Regions from separate parts of the Mus musculus genome. Here region 2 is linked to region 1. A link is a contact called in public Hi-C data. All regions are on one chromosome and are shown on one strand. Each heading gives the region's core, a stretch centred on a gene start, on an enhancer-like site or on the middle of the called end of the contact. The rest is flanking DNA. Distances are from core to core; before and after follow the strand shown. Region 1 has its middle 5.4 kb from the start of Gm25651. Region 2 has its middle 85 kb from the start of Mid1.

Evidence for each region. A called contact is a pair of places that touch in the nucleus more often than the background predicts.
Region 2: a Hi-C map of beige adipocytes shows a contact between it and region 1, with 2.6 times the contacts expected there. The contact joins two enhancer-like sites. A contact is called at or near these places in 6 of 39 promoter capture datasets (the 3T3-L1 cell line, 3T3-L1-derived adipocytes, hippocampal neurons and 1 more), 12 of 484 Hi-C or Micro-C datasets (the 3T3-L1 cell line, 3T3-L1-derived adipocytes, 8-cell embryo and 7 more), 3 of 115 datasets of contacts at active chromatin or transcription factors (cardiomyocytes, fibro-adipogenic progenitors and vascular smooth muscle cells) and 3 of 9 other capture datasets (adipose tissue, liver and pancreatic islet).

What each region holds. Positions count from the first base shown.
Region 1 is chrX:169,686,989-169,694,037 of GRCm38.p6, reverse strand. It overlaps a transcript of Mid1 not described here. Among named protein-coding and RNA genes, the nearest start is that of Gm25651, 5.4 kb to the left of the region's middle. Within about 2 kb of position 5,522, at least 7 of the 459 cell types and tissues checked have an H3K27ac peak or open chromatin away from gene starts, as enhancers often do. A contact at or near this core is called in beige adipocytes, where this site is marked.
Region 2 is chrX:169,791,710-169,798,255 of GRCm38.p6, reverse strand. It overlaps a transcript of Mid1 not described here. Among named protein-coding and RNA genes, the nearest start is that of Mid1, 85 kb to the left of the region's middle. Within about 2 kb of position 3,230, at least 35 of the 459 cell types and tissues checked have an H3K27ac peak or open chromatin away from gene starts, as enhancers often do. A contact at or near this core is called in beige adipocytes, where this site is marked.

The DNA of each region.
Region 1 (7,049 bases), core at 4,273-6,772:
TCTGAAGGATGCCTAAACAATCCTGAGTGATTTAGAGTAAAAGGCCTATTAACAAGTTCAATGGACTTTTTCTATCCTAGAGGTGGGATATTTTGCCTGCTTTGTCAAGAATGACAACTTCTTGGGGCATCCAACACTGGGCAATGACTCTCTCTGTGCTCAGAGACAATATTAGCCAGGACTCACCAAGTACTTACTCTGCTTAGAGTATTGTGTATACTTCTAATTTAGTCTTACCATGTGCCTTGGAGAAGATGATGTTAAAAGCCATCAAGGCCAGGGGATTAAATGTTTCCCATCCAGCTTGCAAGTGACTACTGAGTTATGTTTTTGTAGCACTAAATATGGCCGTACTTCTAAGTATTTCTGTGCAACATTAGAGGGCATTAAACAGCTAGTGATGGTGGCTGTGGCAAACTACAGACTATGAAAACAAGGTAAGTTACTTTCTTACACTTTCCTCTGACTGGAATGGGAAAATGTGTGTGTGTGTGTGTGTGTGTGTGTGTGTGTGTGTGTGTGTGTATGTGTGTACATGCATGTGTGCTTCTGCACACATTCACACATGCATATAGGTATGGACACATATATTGTGCCTTAGTGAGTTTGTCTGAATCAGATGACAACCCTACATGAGTCAGTTCTCACCTTCCACAATGTAGGTCCAAGAATCCATCTCAGGTTGTCAGGCTTGGTGGTAAGGAATTTAAACCCACTGAGCCTTTGTCAGCTCCAGATGAAATAAGTTTGAATTCAAATTTACTATGAGACTCTTCTTTATTCATGCCCCTCTATTTGTTACTTATGGAACACAAAATCTTTGTCTTAAACAGTACAGAAGAATTGTTAATTTTATTTGCAGTTAGCGACTTCAGGTCTCTGCATTGCATTCTCTCCTTTCTCAGTCATGAGGTAGTAGGTGCTCTTTTCCCCCAGCTCTCTAAATGTTTCCCTTTGGGACACAATCTTTTTCTCTTTTCCATTCTCATGAATTCAATATTCAGAGAGAACAAGAAACACATAGATGCCATGGGGAAAGAAATCATTGCAACCTCACATAGCCACCAATATTCTCTCTGCACTCTCAGAATCAACCAATTAGTCCTTGTCTTAATTCTCTGGCAAGTCTCAGAACTTTCACAATCCTCAAATTATCATCTTCCAAAATTCTTCCCTTAGGAAATTCCTGGCAACTTCCTGGCTCCTTGCAATCCTAGGACCTGAGTAAGAGCTCCATTTTATGGTGTAATATGAAAGTGCTCTTCCAGATGGATTATTGTGGACTATTTTACAACTTATAAGACCAAGTATGCATGGTCATGGCCTCCCGAGATTGTCTAATTATTGGGCTGAGGAGAGTCATATTAGTATTCATTACACCTAAGATCAATCCTTGCTCAGATTTTTGATCATATTTGACGGTGTTTGTTTTTCATATGTTAGAGCTTTTGTATCATGGAATCCTATAGCTTTAGGCCTTTACTAGCCAAAAGGTAAGGCAAAATTGCTGATGAAAGGGACTCTGGAATACAGCCAGTCCATTGGAATGAAAATGATAGAGCTGGCTGCCACTAAACTTATCTGTACTGGACACGTGAATAAACTAGAGGGCAAGCAAATTGCTCAGCAGTCTGTCAGGACAAGATAAATACGTAAAGAAGTCGATAGCAAAGCCTTTCAAGGTGAACTGAGAGAAGCAAACGCACACAACTCTGGTCAGTGAACAAAAGAAAACAAGCAAGTTCCCTTGGGTCAATTAGCCAGAAATGCAGTTTCTTTTAACATGCTGTGCTGATGTGAACCTATGAATCACACAACCCTCAAAGACAGAATCTTACAACAAGCCAGGGTACTTTAGTCATAACGCCATCTCTGGAAAAGGTCAGAAGAGTAGAAAATTTCATCTTTGTAATTTTTGTGTACCTAAAGGGCCAATTATCTATTAAACAACTATAGAGTGATCATTTCAAGGAAGCACTAAAAGAGTCTTTAAAAATAGTCAGTGGATTCCAGTGATTTACGTCATAAAGAAGCAGACTATCTTAAGTAACACATGGACAATAAAAGCAAGCAGATGTTTGTACTCTAGTGAGGGCACTAATGGATGTGCTATGGCACTGTGTCAAAGTGAAGTTTGCCATCAACTGAATTACCCACTAGAGCTTTAAATAGAGCTGCACAATTGAGCCAACAACTGGTAAGCTGTTCCCAGCCACTCTGAGCATTAGTCCTTCATGCAGGTAACAATGAATAATTCACTGTTAACACACTGTGTCAAAACAGTGTTTGGAAAGAGGCCTTGAGATGTGTGATACACTATAATATGCAGACTTGCCCTAAAAAAAGTTACTCGGGGTACTGAGTTATAAACATAAGTTATTGTGAGCAAAAATGCCAGTGACTTGGATTTGGGATTTCATGCAAGAGCTGTCTGGAAGTTACCAAGTGAAGCCCTAGTACTTTAAGTAATGCTTAACAATAGAAATGGATCCACAGAGCTCTCAGTTTTTACTTCCCTCTCAGATGTGTAAAGTATTTTATAAATACTAAGCCAGGTGCTGCCGGTTTAATTAATGACTCAGAGGAGTATGGGAAGCATGTGGAGGATTAACTCTTAAAGCCATCAGGCTATTGTTCATTGACCTAGAATAGCTATTTACTAACTCTGGAGAGGGCAGACTGCTCTGTAGCACCCAAGAAGTCCTGGATTCTCTGTCACTCATGCTGTTTTTGAAGAAACGCCTTTTATTTTTTTAAAAGCAAATTGCATTTATACTCATATGGCAGAAGATTAGACAAATTCTACCATCCTCATGGGTCAGTTTTACTTATTCTTAGGAACCTACAAATTGGCCAGAAACTTTTGAATGTAACAGTACCTTCTCATATTTTCTTGCTTCTAATTTCCCAGCTTCCCTGGTCTGATGTGTTGTTGTTGCCAAATTTTTCCTTTTTAATCTCTTCCTTAATTGACTTTTTTCATTTTTTGCTGTTCATTTCTCAAAATTTTAAAGCATTTTATTTGAAGTGTCTTTCCCATCCTTTCTTTTGTCTTCTTTCATTTTCTGCTTCCTGTATTTTCTATTTCCTGAAAATATGTGCCTTGCCAGTTGTATTGACCCTTTCATCCTGTACCTTGTTGTTTGGTGGGATTTTGCTTCCAAGGAAATGACTGTCATGTATCTCTTTGAATTGTACCACCAACACTTAATACAGATGTTTATGGCATAATTTTAACATGTCCTCTGAGAGATTATACAGCCAGTGAATGGAACCATAAAAATTCAGCCTCAAAACGTTTATCTTTCCTATTCCACTGATCGACAAATAATTCATCCTCCTTCCGAAATCCAGGTTACCTAGCCGGACTCTCAACTTTAAGAGTACTACAACTATTTCTATAGTTATGTAAATTAAATCTGTCCTGGAAGTTTTATTTTGCATTTCTTTGTCAGACACTATTTCCTGTTCAAGACTTTAGTTACCTCTAATGATTTCAACTCTGAAATATCATGAAAATTGATCTCTCTTCACTTCTGCCACCACAGCACAAGTATATGTAGATATCTTCTTCCCCAGGCAGCTTTCCTTGTTCCTGTTTGATCCACACCGAATCACTCTGCCATACCTTATATCTGACCCGTTTTCTATGTTGCTGTCAATGTGGACTTTTCCAAAGACAAATGTCACCCTGATCAGCTAAACCTTCCTACTGCGATATTATGGACGTGGCTCCAGATTAGACCTTTTATTTCTTTCATAACACCTTTATTATTTGTTATGTTATATTTTATCCATGTTTATTTCTTATGATAGAATATCATCTACATAAATACATGTTCCACTTAAACCTTAGTCTGTAAGGTGATAAATATTGTTATAAGGACATTGAGTATTCTCTTTGCACCTGAAGTCTGAAACTACTTAAGAGGTTTATCTCACCTATAATTGTTATTTTACGGATGAAGATAAGGCAGATACAAACTTAAATATTCATTCTTAATATGCCTAAAGGAGTGCTTTCAATAAATGAAGAATGAAATGGTTCTACTATAGATTCTTTTTTTTCCCTTTCATAGGGGCATATAATTATAAAAGAGGGTATCATAAACTTGGTGGAAATACTTCAAATATAGGGGGCACTTGATCTACATTTGGTGAAGCTGTACCTCTTTAACATGTATGAAATAATAAAGTGCTTATCTATGTACCCAAAGATATCGGACTAAATCAAATTCCCAAGAAGTTTAAATCACATGGCATAACCATTGTGCAAATCTTCTGAAGAAACTTGGGAAACACTACCATTGTTTTGTTTTGTAACTTTGAGCCAAGGCTATCAGTTGGAGTAAACTTATCTGCTCTCTGATAGTTTATACACTGCTTTGTTTCCTAGGGCAAAACATGATGAGTGTGTCAGTGTGGATATAAATAACTATACAATTAGATACTCAAGGGGGAGAATAATTTTGGCTTAAATAGCCAAGGCCTCTGTTGCAGAGTAATACCTATAAATAATACATTTCCTGGCTCAAGCCCTTTGACAAAAATTCCAATTCTGTCACGTGTTAAAACTCAAACTGTCAAATTGAGGAGGTTCTGCATAATTTCATTTCTGTCTCAAGTTGAAACAAGTGAAAAGCAACCCACAAGAGAGGGTGAGCATACTCTGTCCCACACAAGTCAAGGCATCCCAAAGAATGCTCTATTCCCCAGAGCACTGGAGTCTACGTTTATTTTTCTCTTAAAACGAAAGTAGCATTAACTAAACCCTTTCCATTTAGGATTTAGTCGGATACATAGATAGGCACTTTATTATTTTATACATGTTAAGTATTTTATCCATGTTAAAATGTTCATGTCTGGGAACATGTGTGATATAATGCCGGACATACAGTCAGTTAATACATACGTGTTGGTTCTAAAAATGAGGCGGTAGACTATGCATCTTCCATTAACTAAAGGTAGGATTGAAAAAGCAGAAGCAGGAATACACTGATACAACAGCTGCTCTTTTTACTTCACAAGAAGTGTTACTAGAACTCCTACCTTGACGACTTGTCCGTGATGCGGAACCAGTACCCAGGGCTCTTGCGCTACCTAGTGTTCTAGAAATGCTTCTTCTCAGTGTTGAGTCCTAAGAGTCCATGACAGCCCAAGGGAGAACAGTTCAGGTTTTCCTTTTCTGTGCTGGGAATGGAATCTAGGGTTTTATGTCTGCTAATCAAACTCTCTACCAAAGAACTCAAACCCAGAATGACATAGTGGTATTGTAAACAAAATATAAAGTGCTACAACCCAGTAGAACCCCTGTCATTTAGAGACGCCCTGTAGTGAGATTATAGTGGTTTCTTTCCTCTGTCAGCACACGAAGCTCCTTGGAATCCACTTGACATAGTGTTATGTGGACCTTATTTGGTTATTTAAATCCTTTCACCATGTCAGTTAACCGCCCAGCACCTAGTGGTGCGTTGTACCCTTGAGATCCGAAGCTCTGACTTACAGATTGATCAGCATAGCAAAGTGAGTAGCTAAATGACTCAGCATTAAACTACATTTCACATGCTGTATACCATTCACATTATGAACTCTCTCTTTACACAGATGTTGTTTTCTGTTGCATGGAGACACAGTGCAAGTTCATCTGTCTCTTATATGCATGCATTTCCTTCAGAGTACATAGCATAGGACTTCAGAAAGTGCTTGATCATTATTTGCTGAATGAATGTTATGGGATTTAATAATGTCACTTAAAAAATGGTAATTGATATCAAATGGTAGGCAGATGAAGGCTGAAAATACCAACCAAAAAGGATAATAGAATCAATAACCTAATGCTAGCTACAAAAACCAACTAACAAAGGCTGGAATAATGTGTGTGCGCGCGCACGCGCGCGCACACACACACACACACACACACACACACATACACACATACACACACTGGGGAGTGGGAGGGAGAGGAAGAGGAAGAGGGAAAGATTGGGGAAGAGAGAGAGGGAGGGAGGGAGAGAATATGTGTGTGTGTGTGTGTTTATATTTTAAAAATCCTTCTGAAATTAAATGAAGTACACAGGATTTGAAAAGTCCAATGATCTCAGGGTAGATAATAAAAATTAGAATATTTTTCTTGACTCCTAAGGCAAACAAATTTGTAGCATTTTGATATGCTTAATCAGCATCATGGGCCTGAATTGTATGAACAAAGTAATCATATCTGAAACTCACTCGTAGCAATGCTAGGCAGCCCATGTACTAGCCAGCTTTTTCTTAAGGAATATGACCTAAGATAACAAGATACCACCCAAAAAACGAGGCATGAGTAAGTTTGAACCTAACTATACTTTATAGGGTGCATACCACACTTCAGGAAGTCACAACTCATGAATACATCAAAGTTCTTAGAAGATCTATCCTCCCCATCATGCCCAGCACTCAGGATCTTTTTAGCCTTTTTTTTTTAAACAGGAAATCTACTGCTGTCTCATAGTTCTAAGGATGCTGCTATATGGTTGCACTCTTCATATCAGAACATAGCCAGTGATTTGGAAGGGTTAATGTAAAACTATACCATCTTAACTGTCTTATGTCAGAGGATAATTTGGACACTAATGAATTTAATCTTCAAGAAGGAATACACATGGAACTTTGATAATGCTGAAGTTTCCCATTCCATAATCAGTATTGTTGCCCGTAAATGAGATTGTGACGAGCCTGAGATGCATATATTCTACAGCTAATACTTCCAATCATCTGCAACAACCCATATGTCACTGGCAAGGAAGTTAAATGTGAAATTCAAAATCCTTATGAAGACCCTCATCCTCTGTGACCCAGGAGACTGTTATGTCTTCCTAGTTATATATCCTTTGGCTGTTAATGTAATCAGTATGTAATAACAAAGTACACATCAACTCACAAGATAAATGGTAGACATGCCAGTTGATTTGGCTTAGGGCCATCTAATTGGCAGCATGGTGAGACAACCTGGTATTAAACCATCTGTTATTAAGTGTATATTTTAAAATAGTGTTTTGTGTCTCCTGGGT
Region 2 (6,546 bases), core at 1,981-4,480, 110 kb before region 1:
GCCAAGACTAGGCCTCTGGTTGATTAGCTGAATGTCTAAGCAGTGTATTCATTTTTTATTCATGTGAGAGGTAAACTTCTAGATGTTACCCCTGCGGAAATTGCACAGGGCACCATGAAGGGCCTTGAACTCCATTTTATACTTTGTTATCACTATTTGGAATTACCATTTTTATAAAAAAAGACACTATATTTCAATTTTTTCTAGGTTCTATAAGTTATATAATGTCTTCTACATATACTGATTGTACATGTTGCTTATGAGTGCCGAATAAAATGGTGTTCATACAGTAATGTATGTAGTTTGGTACCTATACCTGAGAACTTGGAAAATGTATGTCCAAGCAACAATATAGTAAAGAGACCTACATGTGCTGTAGTTCAGAAAATAATGGCACGATCTTTTCCTTCTGGAAAATTCCTTACATGGATCATATATGGAGTGTCACTTGAGCTGAGATTTTCAGAAATATTCTTTTATGCTTATTGCTCTATAGAACAATGGAAAGGCAAGTAAAATACATAGCTGGGTTTCTCGTTTTGCCATCTGGTTCACCTTGTGCTTTCACTGTTCTCATCAGTCCTGTTAGGTGACGTTGACTATGCCATCACGATTTCAGTGCTTCCTTAATTCACAAACATGGCTCTTCATACACAACAGCTTAAGTATTGAATTGTACACTGTATTTCTACTATGTTACGGATCCTAAAGAAAAAAAATGCTAGCACTTTAAAAATCAGAAGCAATCATGAATTCATGTGCCTGCTGCGAGCTGCATCTAAGCTGTCATGTGAAATCATGACAAGGCTTCATTGGATCACCTCATTTTCTAAGGAGGTCATTCCATTATGTTACAGCCTCACCGTGCTTAAACAATGGCTGTGAACTCCAAATCCATAGTGTTACATAAACAAGTCAGGGAACATTTCCCGGAAATGTGAGTCATTCACTTCTGAATACAGAAATAAAAAATAACCACATTTTTTTCTCTCTCACTTAAGGATAACTTCACTGAGACACTGGAGGTGGCAAAGTTCCATCAATAAATCCAGCTGTGTCTGTATTTGAGCCCCAAAAATCTCAAACATGGGAACCAGGCTGCAGCTAATCAAAAGCTCCAATTCTTTGTATCCACAAGTCAAGAACACATTTATCCATTTTCAGAATGTCTTACCAAGAAAACATTCATTCCTCTGGGGATTTGGGTTTTATGGAAACAAAACAAGACAAAATAATGTTATACTCACAAAGGGAAATTTTGCAAGTATCTAATATTTAAAAAATAATTTAGGTGCTGGAGAGTTGGCACAGGTATTACCAGATCTTTTGGCTATTGCAAAGGGCTGGAGTTTGATTGCCAGTATTCACACAGAAGCTTAGCACCTCAGGCACAGGAGAAGCACGTGGTGTACACGCAGATGTGCATGCGGTAATGGAGATGTACATGCAGACAAAATACTCATACATATAAATTAATAAAATTAATTTAAAATATATAGTCTATGTAAAATGGTTCATATATAAATCATAGTGAATTTTTAGAAAAATTATTCATTTAGGTGTGTGTAGTGTGTTTCTACATGAGGATATATGCATGTGTATAAAGACGTGCAAGCATGCGACTTTGCACACCACTTTGTATACAGAGAACAGAGAGCATCAGCTTCCCCAGAGGTGCAGTTACAGGATGTTACTGGACGCTTCACTTGTGGAGTGAATACTGAGACCTAAACTCTGATTCTCATGATTTCTAAACAAGTGCTGGTAACTTCTGAGCCATGGTCTCAGCATAAAAATAATGCAGTTTTAAAAAATATGTGCTTTATTAAATATGAGCTGTGCCATCCTTACTGTCTATGTGCGTAGAAAACCAACTGTTGCAAAAAAAGAAATAGTATAGCCAATAGCAGAGTGCCCAAATATGTCTCTAATTCCGTACTGTCTCATGTTTTCTTTTAATATGTCCTATGTTTCATTCTTAATGAAGCAAGTAAAGGGTTTAAAATCCAGTCTGGATTTTTCTTTGTGTATACATTTGTGTGTATGCATGAATTGTGTGTGTGTGTGTGTGTGTGTGTGTGTGTGTGTGTGAACATGCACTTCAAGTATGTGTGCATGTGTGAGTTGGAAGCTGAGGCTGGATGTCTTCCTTAAAAATGGTCTACCTTATTTTTGAGACAGGGTCTCTCACTGAATCTGAAGCTTTCTGATTCAGCTAGACTGTCTGTCTAGCAAACACCAAGGTTACTACTGTCTGTCTTTCTGCTTAGCACTAGGACAGGACTACAGAAACACATTGCCATACCCAACTTCTACATGGGTTCTTGGGATCCAACTAAGATGATCAACAAGCATTTTACCCTATTGAGCTATCTCTCCAATCCTCTGGTATATATTGATACACTTCTTATTATGGCTAAAGCTGTATAAGCAAGACAAATAACAAATTATAAGTTCTGAGAATTTTATTTCAGCCTAGTACTAAGACAGATTTATCACTAGATCAGAACCAGTAAGTTGATACCATCCAAATAATGACTGAGAAGCATTGACATTCTCTACAAAGAATATTTTAGCATTAAAAAAAAAAGACATCTCTGAAGAAGCCAACAATATAATAGCGTACAAGGGCAACGCCAGCAAATGTTAATCCAAATTGTGCACTCATAGCAGAATTAAAGCAGAAAAGGTGCTGTTTCCAATTGTGTGGCTTTATGATTCTGGATAAGAGTAAAGGTGAGTGATTTTAAGTAGGGAGTATGAAATTAATCAGCTGTTTCTTTCACTGAGAAAAAGAGGAACGGTGTAATAGCTACATCTCACTAAAAATTACAGCCAAGTCTTATTGAATTGAACCACTGTCTGGCAGAATTTTTAAGAGATAAATAAAATTGTGAGCAGCAATTGGCTTCACAAAAAGATGGCATAACAGAATCAGGTCCAAGAACAGCAGGACTGACCTTTGCCCTCCTTCTCCCTGTTCTGAACTGCAACGGACTCACATGTTTTTAAGTTGAGCTTTCTGGTCCTTGTAACCACCATGCTTCGACACTTTGGCAATGTGCTGACCCACATTTTTGGTGGCCAAACTGTGGTTAGTGTGGGCAGGAGAGCCAGGAACTGCTGACTAATCCATTTCTGAAACTTGTGGTTACACAGGAACCAGTGGGCAATGGTTGGATTCATCTGCTTTGCCCAGAGCGCACGATGAAGTGGGACTGGAAAGTGATGCAATTAGCCAGAGTTACCCAGCTACTCTTTGATCCCAGTGGAATGCTCTGAAGAACTAAAGTAAAGAACCAAGTCTGCAGGAGAATGTCTGTTTATGTAACGCCTGTTAAGTGGCACAAGGAAAAGCCACGCGGTTTCCATTTCATCTTTAGGATTTCTAAACTCTGCCCTTTGAATTATCAAGGACTACCTCATCAAGGACGTCTGTCAATGCAACATGAAAGAAAATTGGCCTTAACTGCCAAGTTAAAGGGGATTTTGCAATTTCTCTCCAGGCTCCAAAGGGCATTGTCTTTCTAATACCTAAAGCAGTGAATCTTAAACTGGTCCCTGGATCATCAGTCCCAGAAGAAGGGAGGAGGGAAATGGATAGAAATGCAGACTCTCCGGCTCCAACCCAGGCCCGGGGAATCAGAGCTCTGTGATTTGGCGCAGAAATTTAACAAGTTTCCCATGTGATAGTCTTGCTTGCTCAACTTGAGGAACAGTGGTGTAAAGAGTCTGTGTCGAGGTGATTCTAGGACAATGAGAAGCATTGGCCTCCTCTGGGAAATATGTGTCACCAGAAATACTCCAACTTTGTATTTTGAACATGAACTCATATCAGGTTACTTTAGCTGAAGGAAGTATGTGCTCTGTTTCTTCAAATTCCATTACTGGACTTATTCAGATTTGAATTTCAGAAAGCTTTTCTAAAACTTAAGGTACAACATATAAAATTTTTATTGGATTTATATTTATATTCATTTATATTATTAGTGTTTCTGAAGTCATCCTTTGTTTATTCGTTTATTCATTTATTCATTTCTGGGTAAATGAGATGTTTATTAGCACCTCATGATAACTGTTTTCGCCTTCATAGTGCCAAAGGATTTTAGAGGTAGGATGGGTCTTCTAATTCTTCACCATTTTTTACCATTAAAGAAATGCCAATGAGAAGACAGTATGTAAAAGAGCTTACAAAAACATTCTCAGGAGTTAGGTGGGAGAAGGCTTGCTAATCTCTGAATTCCTCGACTTGAATCTGTAAGTGGAGGCCATAACTCACATATCTCTTCTCTTCTCCAGTTTCACATATTTCTTCTCTTCTCCAGTAACCCAGTTTTTGGAACAATGTTGGCCCCGTTCATAAATGATATGAAATCAAATGTGAGTTCCTTTTCCTTTGCTCCTAGAAAAGTGGATAGGGTATTTTTTTCCTAGCTGTCCATAAGGGATGGATGAAAATGAAAATTTATGTTAGTTTATATTAAATAATAGATTATTTCTTTTAAGCTAATGACCTAGTGGCCTATGATTGTGTCAAATAGACTCTACTAACAAGATGCCCACAACAGTGGTCAGGGATTATCATCTCCGAAATCTGTTGAAAAGTTTCTTCAGAGATGTTTATATAGCACATGCTCATTACTATGTCTGCCCCAAGCCAATTTAATTTAGTACTTTAAAACGGACTTAGGTTATGATATTTTAAGCATCTTGCACAAAGCAAGATTTATGCTCTTGGGTGTGACTTTGGGTCTTCTACTGCACCCAGTTTTCCATAGGTCTGTAGAAGCAAAAGACTGTTTCTTTATGCATTGGAAGTGCAAAGTGGTAAGCCCACTCCTACTCTCTTCTAACATCACCAGGAATGAATAGGCAGCGTGTTTCCCATAATTCAGCAATAACTGGGCTATTATTCTTTAATGCTTCAGTTTATTAATGTAACCACTGTGTCATTCCTACCATGCCCATGTAATTAAATTACCCCATAGACATTTGATATGGTGCTCTCAATCCCTACAAAAGCTCCACATTTCTATACCCCTTTGTGAGTCCCTAATGAATGGGTGGCACAGACACTTCTGTCATCCATGTTCACTCCCTGTCCTCTCCTGACTGCTCTCCTGTATCGTGGAGGGAGGCTTGTTTCTGCAGAAAAACTAGGGACTGTTAAAAAGAGGAGGGTCATGTTTCAAGTGGCAGCAAGCTTGAGACATGCTATCACCTTCCATGTTCTTTGTTCAGCTAAAGCAGAGGCTGCCCAAATTAAAATTCCAAAACCATGTCTGCCCTAGTGGATCAACAGTGCATTGTTAAACCTTAGTCACAGAACACTAATCCCTGCTTAAGTCATGATTATAAAGAGAAAATAAACTGCAAAATTAACTTCAAATTAAAATTTTAATTTGAAATTAAAACAATTATAATGTCTATCTAAATTAATATCTAAATTCCTGAATTTTGAGGAAAAATATTTTTTATTTAAAACTGAAATATTTAACCTTTGAATCTTTTTAAGTGGACCTATAAAAGCAAAACATTATCTAGATACTATTCCAATCCAATTTACAAAATGATAATTATGCTTATCAACAAAATAATGTGGTTCTTATAAAACTCTTTAGTGTTGATTTCCAGTTTTAATTTCAAAACAGTTTAAAATGCTGAGGACTTGGGCATGAACCTTTTAAAATACCAAAATGTATTTTATATGACTTTTTTCTTGTGTATATATTACACATTAAGGATTTTACATATTTTAAAGATGAAAAATGTCTTGTATGTGATAGTACACTTAACATTAACTTAATTTACATAGTAATAGTTGCTCTATATATTTTATGTGAAAGAAGAGTATAAAAATATAAATATAATCTTGGACAGCTAAATGTTCTCATTTAGTTATTCATTTACTTATCTATCTATCCATTATTTATCTCTTTATTATTTGATCAATTTCATATATATCATATATCTAATATTTTATATATAATATGTACATGTTAGTTACTATATAATTACTATAATTATATATGAATAATTATAATTATATAATATATAGGTATATGTATGCATTATATTATACTATATAATGTATATTATAGTATATAATATAGATATTATATATAAAATAAACACATATTATATAATAAATGACATATATTATATATATATTTATGTGTGTGTGTGTGTATTTTATTCATTTCTACTCTTCCCTTTCTACTTCCACTGAACTTTCTTTTTAGCATATAAAGTTTGAATATGGAAATTACATATGAGGATATGTAAATGAATAAGAAAAATTTAGACTTAAGCTCAAAAGCTATCTTTATGCTTTTACAAGAATAATCAAACAAAGCCATTTGATGCTTAAAGATTAGAGATGCTTACAAACAATTGACCATCTCAAGTAAACATTTCAGAGATAGAGTCACACCAAATTGAAATGTAAAGAATTTCAGGTATGGTTAAATTTAGAATAACAATTACTCTACCATTATTGCTGCTCTTTAGTATTAAATTTTGTTATCCATATATGGTCATGCTAAT